2 separate regions of the Arachis hypogaea genome follow, and region 1 is linked to region 2. A link is a contact called in public Hi-C data. All regions are on one chromosome and are shown on one strand. Each heading gives the region's core, a stretch centred on a gene start, on an enhancer-like site or on the middle of the called end of the contact. The rest is flanking DNA. Distances are from core to core; before and after follow the strand shown.

Region 1 (4,951 bases), core at 1,495-3,994, 630 kb after region 2:
TGGAAGGAGCAGATATGAATGTGAAGGATGAAACTCACCAAATCTGAACTGCGCTGGCGAAAGGTTGCTGTAGTGGCAACTAGAGAGGAAAGACAAATCTGGGCTGAGTGTTGGTGGTTTATTTTAGAGCATTTGACTTTTTAGTTGTGGCTGGAATGGAAAAATGAGTTAATACTCAAAAGTCAAAACAGTTATATTAGATGTACATTAAAATCAGCCACCGGTATAAATAATTGATCTGAGAAACTTACCTTTGATTAGAAGAGGAGAGTGAAGCATACTGAGAAAAGAAGAGACAGCAGCGATAAAAACAGGAGATGAACGACACTAAAAAGAGGCGATGCGCTGAGAACAGAAGAAATTGAGAAGAGGCACTGTGCGGAAAAAAGAAGAAATTGATTAGGAGTGGCGTGATCGAAGAAACTGGGTTAGCTGGGTCGTGGTTCTGTTTTGGTGTGCGCATGATATGTTATTAGTTACTTCTATACATATATTGTAACCCTTTTCATTAACTTATGTATTTTATGGGAAATGCTAGTTGTACAATAATAATCAGTCTTTAATCAGTCTTTAATTAGATTTAAATAATATTTAATTATTTTTTTAGTGTAACATGTTCCTATTTTGTAGATACATATCTATAATTAGATTTTAATTTAAATTTAAATTTTAAAACCCACCCACTTCATTGGTGGTTACAGTGACTTTGCTTTACTTTCGTAACTTTACGTAACAAATACAGTTTTTTAAATTCTTTATTCTATGGGACATTCACACGCATTAGTGAATTCCAAATCAAAAAGGACGCTGCCAGCTGAATTCTCCATCTCGTCTTTATTGGTGAAGACCATCACCACCTTCCAGCTGAAGTACTCTCTCATTTTGCATTTGGTGAAAGGTATCATTAATTTCCACACATGTGTTTATGTAATTTGTTAAGAAATACCATGTTCAATATTTTTAATTATATTTTAATTTAAACATAAAAATACTCTGCTGATTTAATTGGAACAAAGTTGATCTTATTTAATTTTATTAATAAAGTTGTTGCAAATAAAGTACTATCTACATAAGTAGTTTGAGCAAAGAAGCAAAAAAAATCTGGAGTTTAAGAGAGAAGATGTAGTTGATATGGTCATAAAAATTCTCTTGTTATTTATCAATTATAACACATGATAGTATGATATTTTATTCAAAATATTTTTAAAACACATCCAAAATCAGGCTAACTTTAAATATTTAAATTTAAACGTTAATAATACAATTAATCTTTTGATTTTTTATTCGATCAAATGAAAATAATATTTATTATTTAAATTATCAGTTAAATTTTTTTCGATACTTATTAGTTTTCAAAATTATTATAATCAACAATTAATTTAAAATTGTGTTGTTATTTTTCGATTATAACACATCTGATAGTATGATATTTTATACAAAATATTTTTAAAACACATCTAAAATCAGTCAACTTTAATAATACAATATAAATGTTAATAATACAATTATGAATGGTCGAATATAATTATATACATAAACTAAAATATTTTCAATTGCAGTTTCTTTTTCAATTGTAACACATCTAAAATATTAAGTTATACAAAAAATATTTTTAAAACACATCCAAAATCATAAATCTAAAATTTAAATTTAAACATTAAAAAACAATTGTAACACATCTAAAATTATGAAGTTATACAGAAAATATAAAATCATAAATCTAAAATCTAAATTTAAACATTAAAAAATAATTGTAACACATCTAAAATTATGAAGTTATACAGAAAATATTTTTGAAACACATCCAAAATCATAAATCTAAAATCTAAATTTAAACATTAAAAAATAATTGTAACACATCTAAAATTATGAAGTTATACATAAAATATTTTTAAAACACATCCAAAATCATAAATCTAAAATTTAAATTTAAACATTAAAAAGACAGCGTTGTAAATGAGCGCCGAAAAGGAGGAAGACAGCGTTGAGGATGAGCGCGGAAGAGGAAGGTGGCACGGATGAACCGACAGCGGAGGATGACTTCTCGATGTGCACCTCTGAGTTTTCCATGTGCGCCTCTGGATTTTCGACATGGCGCAAACGTGACTTCTCTACTTCTTTGAGTGTTATTGTACGAGTTTAATTAATAATTTGATAGTTTAAGGTTTATTTTATAATTTTAAAATTAAAATTTTGAATTTTGAATAATTTGATTTTTAGATATGTATTTAAATTATAATATATTAATAATTAAATATATTAAATCTGAAACAGAAATTTAAAATTTAAATTTTAAATTTTAATTTTTTTTAGATTGTATTTTGAATGTGTATTTAATTTTAAAAAGACAATAAATCTATTCATAATTTTTAGTTGTGTTTATTTTAATTTTTTTAATTATTATAATAAAAGGCTGAATGTTATCCTATTTTTAAAAGATACCTAATTAAACCGGTATTTTATCGTATTTGTAGAGAATGGCTGAAAGCTGTGTACAATAGCATTTTTGTACTTAAAATGACTTCATAAGACTACAAAATTAATTTTTCAATTTTTAATTGACCAAATTTAAACCCTCAAATTTTAAAACATAATTTACATTAGCCCTTCTATCTATGTTGTTATAAAAAGATGACCTGACACATTAAGTTGATAGCTAATTCTTACAATAATTATGTGAGGTTGTAAATTTGGGAGAAGCCATAGGAGGGAATATTGTTGAAGAAGAAGAGGGTGGTGGACTGGTGGAGGCCATCAACGGAGAAGTCAAAGACAATAGCGGCTCACTGGAAAACAAGGTAAAACAAGGGATTTCTCACTAGCAGTGGCGCAAAAGGTGGTGGTTGCATGGTCAACGATCGCCATCGCCAGAAAGCGAAACATATATGATGGAAGAAGCATGTTTGGGTAGTTCTATTTCTTGGTTTGTCATTTTTCATGGTTTTATTCATGATTTGGTTATGGATTTATGTGGATTCAAGTGCATGGTTATTGAATTTGGAAGATTATAAAATCACTCAGATAAAATTGAAAATTTTTTTGGAGAAATGAAAAGGAAATTCTAGTTTCTTTGGTTTTTGTCCCTTCTTCATTTGGGAGAAAGATTATTCGCTTTTTTGTTTGATTCTTTTTTAACTTTTTTTAATATTTTCTTTTAGGAAATTTATCCTTTTTTTTTATATAAGCATTGCGTTATTGAGAAAAGATTAACGCCTTCAATCTAGGAAATTTGAGACATTTGCTAGGAGTTTATGCTCAATCAAACAAGATTAATAATGTTGTACATTCAAATTTGTTTATGAAGTAAGTCTAACCAAATAAACAATAAGATTTAAAATAATATTAGTCATGACTAATTTTTATTATGTTTAAGTATTTAGTTAGACTTGGTTAATAAAAAAAGGTTTAATTACTCTATTGGTCTTTATAGTTTTGTGAAATTTTCAATTAGGTTTATATACTTTTTTTTCTTTTAATTGGGTTTCTGCACTATTTTTTTTTTCAATTAAGTCCCTTTTAGTAGTAATTGGCTTAATTTTATAGGACCCACTAAAAAAAAGAATTGGTATAGAAACCTAAATAAAAGGAAAAAAAAGTGTAATGACCCAATTTAAAAAAAAAAATTGGTGCAAGGACTCAATTAAAAAGAAAAAAATATAAGACCTAATTGAAAATTTCGCAAAATTATAAGACTAACAGAATAATTAAACTATAAAAAAATTTAGATGTATAGCATTTTTCTAAAATTCATGTCTATGACAAATTTGTTATACCAAATCTCAACTGCAAGGGCATCCATTGTTTTTTTCTTTCTTTTCTCTTTCGGCTCATGGATTCTTGGTTGACTGGTTTGTTCTAACACCCGAGCCCCTATAAAGGAAGTCCCAAAAGCTTAGTCATAAACTCATAATACAATAACGGCACTATACCGGGCATAAGCCCATGACTAAGCAAAATGCCGAATTAACAAAAAGAAGACATTCTTGACCAAAAAAAACAAAAAAGCAAAAAAACAAAAAAACAAAAAGAAGACATTTCTTTATTTTTATTAGTGTCCAAGAAATATTGTTTCAAGTCCAAAAATATATATATATATTGTTTTAAACAAATACAAATTACAATAATGCTTATAAATATATTTAACAATTTTATCATGATTAAAAATGCTACTGTTGAAAGAAATTCCTTTGAGTGAAGCGCGGGGAAAGTAAAAGCGCGCACTGGGAGATGTTGCTTAGTAACAGTCGCTGCATGCTTCTCAACTTGTACACTTTTTCTCCTGCGACTTTCTTCAAACACCTTACGCCCAACAACAAACCCACCACTCGCTGCCACCGCAAAACCACCGTCAAATCCCTCGCCACTCTTTCCCACTTCCGATCCCTATCCTCCCGCCAGAGACACCAGATCCATCTCTACGTTCACGCTATTCTCCAATGGAACAAGGTATACATAATACATACTTTCCAATTCTTTCAACTCTTCAACTACATTAACACTTAATTTCCGCGTTTTCAATTGCAGCGCATGAATCTCACCGCAGTCAAAGACGCCGATGAAGTCATGGAGAGGCACGTCGAGGACTCGCTCGCGATCCTCCCTCCTCTTAGGGATTGCTACCGCACGCGCTGCGGCGGCGCGCCGCCACATGAGAAGCTTAGCCTCGTGGACGTTGGAACAGGTGCTGGTCTTCCCGGAGTTGTTTTGGCCATAGCTTGTCCAGGTGAATTTTCGCTGCTTTTTTTTCCTTGTGTAATTAGATTCAGTTCCTTTTTTGCGAGTTGTGATATTCTCTGTTTTTGCAATTGAAATGGAGTAGAATGGGAAGTTACACTGATGGAGTCCATGAACAAGAGATGCGTATTCTTGGAGCATGTTGTTGGAATCATCGGTTCATCAAATATCCAGATAGTAAGAGGAAGAGCAGAGGTAACACACACGCTTCCATATT
Region 2 (5,402 bases), core at 2,340-4,839:
CTTCTACTTCTTCCTCCATGAAAACGAGTTTCTTTCTAAATTTGAAGATAATGGAACTTCAGACACCCAAACGATTACAGAAATACACTCAAACAATTACAGAAATACATCCAAAGGATTACAGAAATACACCCAAACGATTATAGAAATAAACCTAAAAGATTACAGAAATACACCCAAAGGATTACAAAAACTACACCCAAAGGATTTAAGAAATACACTCAAAATTCGTTGAAGTACACCTTATGCATAATTCAGAACTCTTTCTCTTTCTCCTCCTCATCTTCTGCTTCTTCTTCTTCTTCAAAAACGATTTCAGAGCTTGATGTCAAACAACAATGGAAATCGAGAATAACGAAGAAAGAAAACAGAGAGAAAAGCACCTAAATGAAGAAGGAGAAAGAGAAGACAAAAAACGAAAAAGAAGAAGAAAAAAAAGAAGAGGAAGAAGAATGTGCAAGAAAAACGTGCAGTAATAGTTGAAGAAGGAGAAATAAAAAGCAAGAAACGAAAGAAAAGAAGAAGAGTAATGGTTGAAGAAGGAGAAATAGAAAGCAAAAAACGAAAGAAAAGAAAAGAAGAAGAGGAAGAAGAATGTGCGCAAGAAAAGGAGGAAGGTACACCTGTAAAGATTTGTATAAGAAAACGCTTGTACATGGAAAATTTTTCTAAAATATAATCACAAACATTGTATTTTAAAATACTAAATATATTTTATATTTTTTTAATTAAAAAAAACACAAAAATACTATAAAAAATACACCTTATTCTTTTATTTTTCTTTCATTATTCATATCAATCTTTTATAATTATATTTTTTATCATTGTATTTGTTTCTAAATTTCTTTTATAAAAAAATGAGTAAATTATTTTTTTATAATTTATGTTTATATATTTAGTTTTATCACTAAAATATAAAAATATTAATTTTAATGTCTCTCTGTGATGTTTTTAATATTCTTTGTTTTCCTAACCAACTGCAACCTTTGAGAATACTAGTAGACGTCACTTGGTGTTGACTGAGACGGTGAGACCGACTCACTTACCACACATAATTGTGAGCTTCTCTTTCAATTCAACTAACACTTTAAAATAGTCTCCAACCTACGTTATTACCACTAGTTAGTTCTATACAATACAAGTTCTGAGCATCAAAGTTCAAACTGGTTCTTTACAATAATTCAATATAGGACAGGAGTTATTATCATCACATTTCTCTCGTTGCTTGTTACCCTTTTTACTTGTGCATTTACGGCAAAGCTTCCCATGTGTATACATGAGACAATTCAGGTCAAATTTAAGTTCATTTGGGATCCTTTCGTTTAGATGAAGATATGTCTTGTTTCTGTCAGCAGCAGCTGGCACCCAACCAATTGTTTTTGCTATCTCAAAAATCTGCATAAATATTCAACTGTGTTAGGAATAGAAAAACGAATTCATGTTCTGTACAAAGAATGATTAAGTCATAATACTTACGTGAGTGTCAACGGGAAAATCATCTAGCTGAAGATTGAACATCAACACACAAGCCACCTATTATCAATTCCATACTTTAGCAAACCCAACATAAACCAGAAATGGAAGACACATCTGTGTTTGATCGAATCCTACTCCCTCTATTCCTTTTGTATCTATTGCTGTTACTTTTTGGTGCGTTATTTGAACAATGTATCTTAATGGGTTGACTCCAGACATGATTTATGACAAAGTGCAATGGCGTCATTTGAAACATATAGCTGATCCCACCTAGTGGGATAAAGCTTTGTTATTGGTTAACTGTTTGTTTAAGTTGAACAACATATCTTAATACAATTTGTATCAAAATCAATTGATTCAAAGATGTACCAAAATGAAATGGTGATAAATAAAAGGGAGTAGAGGGAGAAATTTTAGAATTTCAGCATGATAATACTAACTACTGGGAAGAAATGGAATCATCACTGTTATTAGCTTCATGTTTTAAGGATTATTAGCACAATAAACTATTAAACACATACCATGAGAGGCAGTCATTATTTTTTTCTTGGTTGTAAAAAAGGAAGCAATTTCCATTACTATTACGAATCGAGGAAAATGAATGTGTATCCAATATATCCCGAAAACAGAAGTCTTTCTTAATTAAGACATGAATAGAAAATTCTCCTCCTATTAGTCAAAAGATTAATGAAGATAACAGTGTCTTATAACATAAGCAATATGATGACAGAAAAGCTGATTATTTCCAAACCATATTTGGATAAGAAAATCCAACATGCATTAAAAAGGATGGTCAGAGCAAGATTTTAACCCTACAATATTGTGCTGTGATCAGTCACAGCAATTACAGAACACAAGATCCCAATAAAGACACATGCCCATCAGCCTCCTTTTCTAGTTGTTTTGTAATTAAGTTTTTCCTTAAAATATGTCAATCCATGTAGCTGACCGTACTTAGTCAAGACTCAGGACTTCACTACTATTCAAAAGTTGTTCCTAGAAGCCAATCTACCAAATGATCCCAAATCCCTATAACAAATGAATCTTGGTAGGACTGTAGGATAGAATATAAACTGCCTCCTCTATTCCAAGCTCCTCTGTGTTAACAGATTGATCAAGTCCTATTCCATTTATTTAACCAAGCCAAATACCACACATTGCTAGAACAAAGTTTCTAATGCAATATACAGATGCAATCTTGCTCAAACTACCAGGAAATACTTCTAACTAAGATATGCTGCATTAATTAAAACATGTTCCTACAATATGCTGCATTGAGAAACATTAGCAATCAATAAGCTGAAAACAAAAGACAAAAGGGAAAAGAAGATTTACAGTTTTGGGACCAATTCCCTTGAAAAGAGAAAGCTCAGCCTTAACTTCATCAATGGACAAGTCTCGCAAATACTCCAAGCACAACTTGCCTCTCTTCTCCAGCAAGCAACGCAACATGTTCTTAATACACGAGGCCTTTGTGGGTGCCAAACCCCCGCATCGAATCGCATTCTCCAACTCCTTCGAATCCGCACCAAGCACCTTCCACCCAAAAAAAAGAGGAACGAATTGGAACAGCAGATAAGTAATTTTATAACTACACTAAAAACCCCCAATGTGAATTATTAGGGCACAAATAGAAATGGAATTACGTACATGTTCCCAGGTGGGGAAGGATGATTTGAGGGAATCGAAGGCCTTTTGGGAATTGGACTCGGTGGTGTTCTGAGAGAGCACTGTTCGGACCAAACCGTCGAGCACGGTTTCCGGCGGGATGGTAGCGGCGTGGTGGTGGTTGTCGTCATCGTGTTGTCGGTTGCGGTACTTGGCGAATTCGGGAGGGAAACCGTGGAGGGCTAAGAGGGTGTCTCGTAGGGAGAGGCATTCTTGTGGAGTGGGGCCACTGTGAGAAGAGTATGGATTCGTGGCGGTGGCGGTGGCGGTGGCGGTAGTGGTGGCTGATTTAGAAGAAACACGAACTGATTTTGATTTTGGTTGCGGATTAGGGAGGCGGTGGAGCTCCGCCTCCACTTGCAGCTGATGCTGCTTCCTCTTGAGGATCTTCTTTTTATCCATTCTTCTGTGTAACGCTTTAATCTTAGTTCGTCTCTTTCTAGTAAGCAATTAACCAGGGTTAATAATCAAATTAATATATACTAGCGGCTCAACAGGCACGAATTTAGCCTGCTTTTCTATTATTTTTAAGAAATTAATTTTATTTTTTTATTAATATATTATTTATTTTTTAAATTTATTAGATAAATATTTTTTATTTTAATATTGGCGTGATCTTATTTATATCATATTTTGTTGAAATTAAAATTACTATAAAACACTTTAAAATGTTAAATTATAAAACCACATAACAAAGAGGTAATATAAAATCGCCATAGTTTAAAGTTCTAGGTAATATATAAGGTGAAATATTCGATAGAGTAAATTTTTATTCTCAACTATTCTAAAATATACAAAAAGTATTTTCAGAATGATAATGCTTCTATTGTATTTCTTTAAAAGTTTTGAATGTCGTCTATTAATTTATAATATTTTTAATTTAATTTTTTTAATTTATTATGACAAAATAACGATATGATGAAGATTTTGTCCGCTAAAATTGCGAAAATATTTTTAAAAATTAGTTTATTCATTGTATTTTATTTTGTTTTTTTTTTGTGTTTATGTTATATTTCATACATTATTAAATTTTAATTTGATAATTTTTTTTTATCATCAAGGACTTATTATTTAGTTACTGTAATTTAATTAAGATTTATTTTTTATCACTAAATGATGTTATGTGTATTGGGTTATTGCCATTAAATAATATATTTGTAGTAGCATTTTTTTAGTTTGTACTTAAATTAGTTATTCAATAAAAATTTGTCCGGTAACTCATAAAAATATATACAATGTTATCTATATTTTTAATTTAGTTAGCTATTGACTTATAATATTTAATATAGTATTTTGATATTTTTTAAAAAATTAGAACACATTTTTTCATGACCAATTTTTACTATCTATTAAATTTTTAATTGGGTAAAGATTCTATAATAAAAAGGATCCATATAATTTATACAATACATTAATAAATACATGAGATAAAATAAGACATATTTTTGTACTATTTTTCAATAGTTGTTATTTTGTGTTTAAGGTAGATCTTTTCTAATTTTACTATTTAATTTTAAAAGATATATGTTGTTACCAAAATTTTATTACAAAGTTATTGTTATTATTAGTTTTATGAATGTATTGCCAATTTAAACTTTATAGTATTTGTTAATTATTTGTTTTATTTTTTTTATTATAGAATTCATAATTTTGTTTAACATTAGGCATTTTATATAGTAGTGTACAATATCAAACCTCTTAATTTATTCAATACAAAAAATATTTTAAATGAATATTATGCGATGAAGATAAAATATTAAAAATATAAGTAGAGTAAGTGAGTACTAACTTCATATTTGCATGACTTTTAGCATTGTTTGTAACTGGTTCATTATAAGAGATTGATTGAGGCATTGAATTAGTAGCAGTGGTGTATGTCTCGACCTATACTAATACAAAAAAAAAATACAAACTTAATATGTTGTAGATTATCTTAAAAGAATTAAAAATTAGTTCTCAGAAATCAAATCAAATCGCGTAAATTAAGTTAATTAATTTTGTTAATCTTCTATACTAAGATTTAATGTATAGGCAAAATGACTTAAAACGACGTTATTACATGTTTTAAATATATAGGGTACTAACCAGTTAGGACATCACCACATCTTTTACTTGAACAACTTCATTATAATATGATTCCAGACATATATTTTTAAAGAGCAATACAGATAATAAGCATAATTTGAATTCATAAGAGTAAAATTAGTTATCATGATTAAAGTTAACTTTTATGTCACGTATAAAGGTGATTTTAATTA

The links. A called contact is a pair of places that touch in the nucleus more often than the background predicts.
Region 1: a contact with region 2 is called in a Hi-C map of leaf, with 2.7 times the contacts expected there. The contact joins the promoter of LOC112722393 here to the promoter of LOC112722392 in region 2. A contact is called at or near these places in 2 of 8 Hi-C or Micro-C datasets (both in leaf).

The regions. Positions count from the first base shown.
Region 1 is chr11:114,636,071-114,641,021 of arahy.Tifrunner.gnm2.J5K5, forward strand. LOC112722393 reads left to right here and starts at 2,745. Exons shown (of 8, transcript XM_025773399.3): 1 at 2,745-2,907; 2 at 4,198-4,446; 3 at 4,525-4,723; 4 at 4,820-4,929. The coding sequence starts at 4,228. It overlaps LOC112724016 (a long non-coding RNA gene), which reads right to left and starts at 461. Exons shown (of 3, transcript XR_003163271.3): 1 at 252-461; 2 at 39-150.
Region 2 is chr11:114,001,265-114,006,666 of arahy.Tifrunner.gnm2.J5K5, forward strand. It overlaps LOC112722392 (putative DNA glycosylase At3g47830), which reads right to left and starts at 3,590. Exons shown (of 4, transcript XM_025773397.3): 1 at 3,127-3,590; 2 at 2,812-3,012; 3 at 1,477-1,533; 4 at 1,010-1,395. The coding sequence starts at 3,546. The coding sequence ends at 1,159.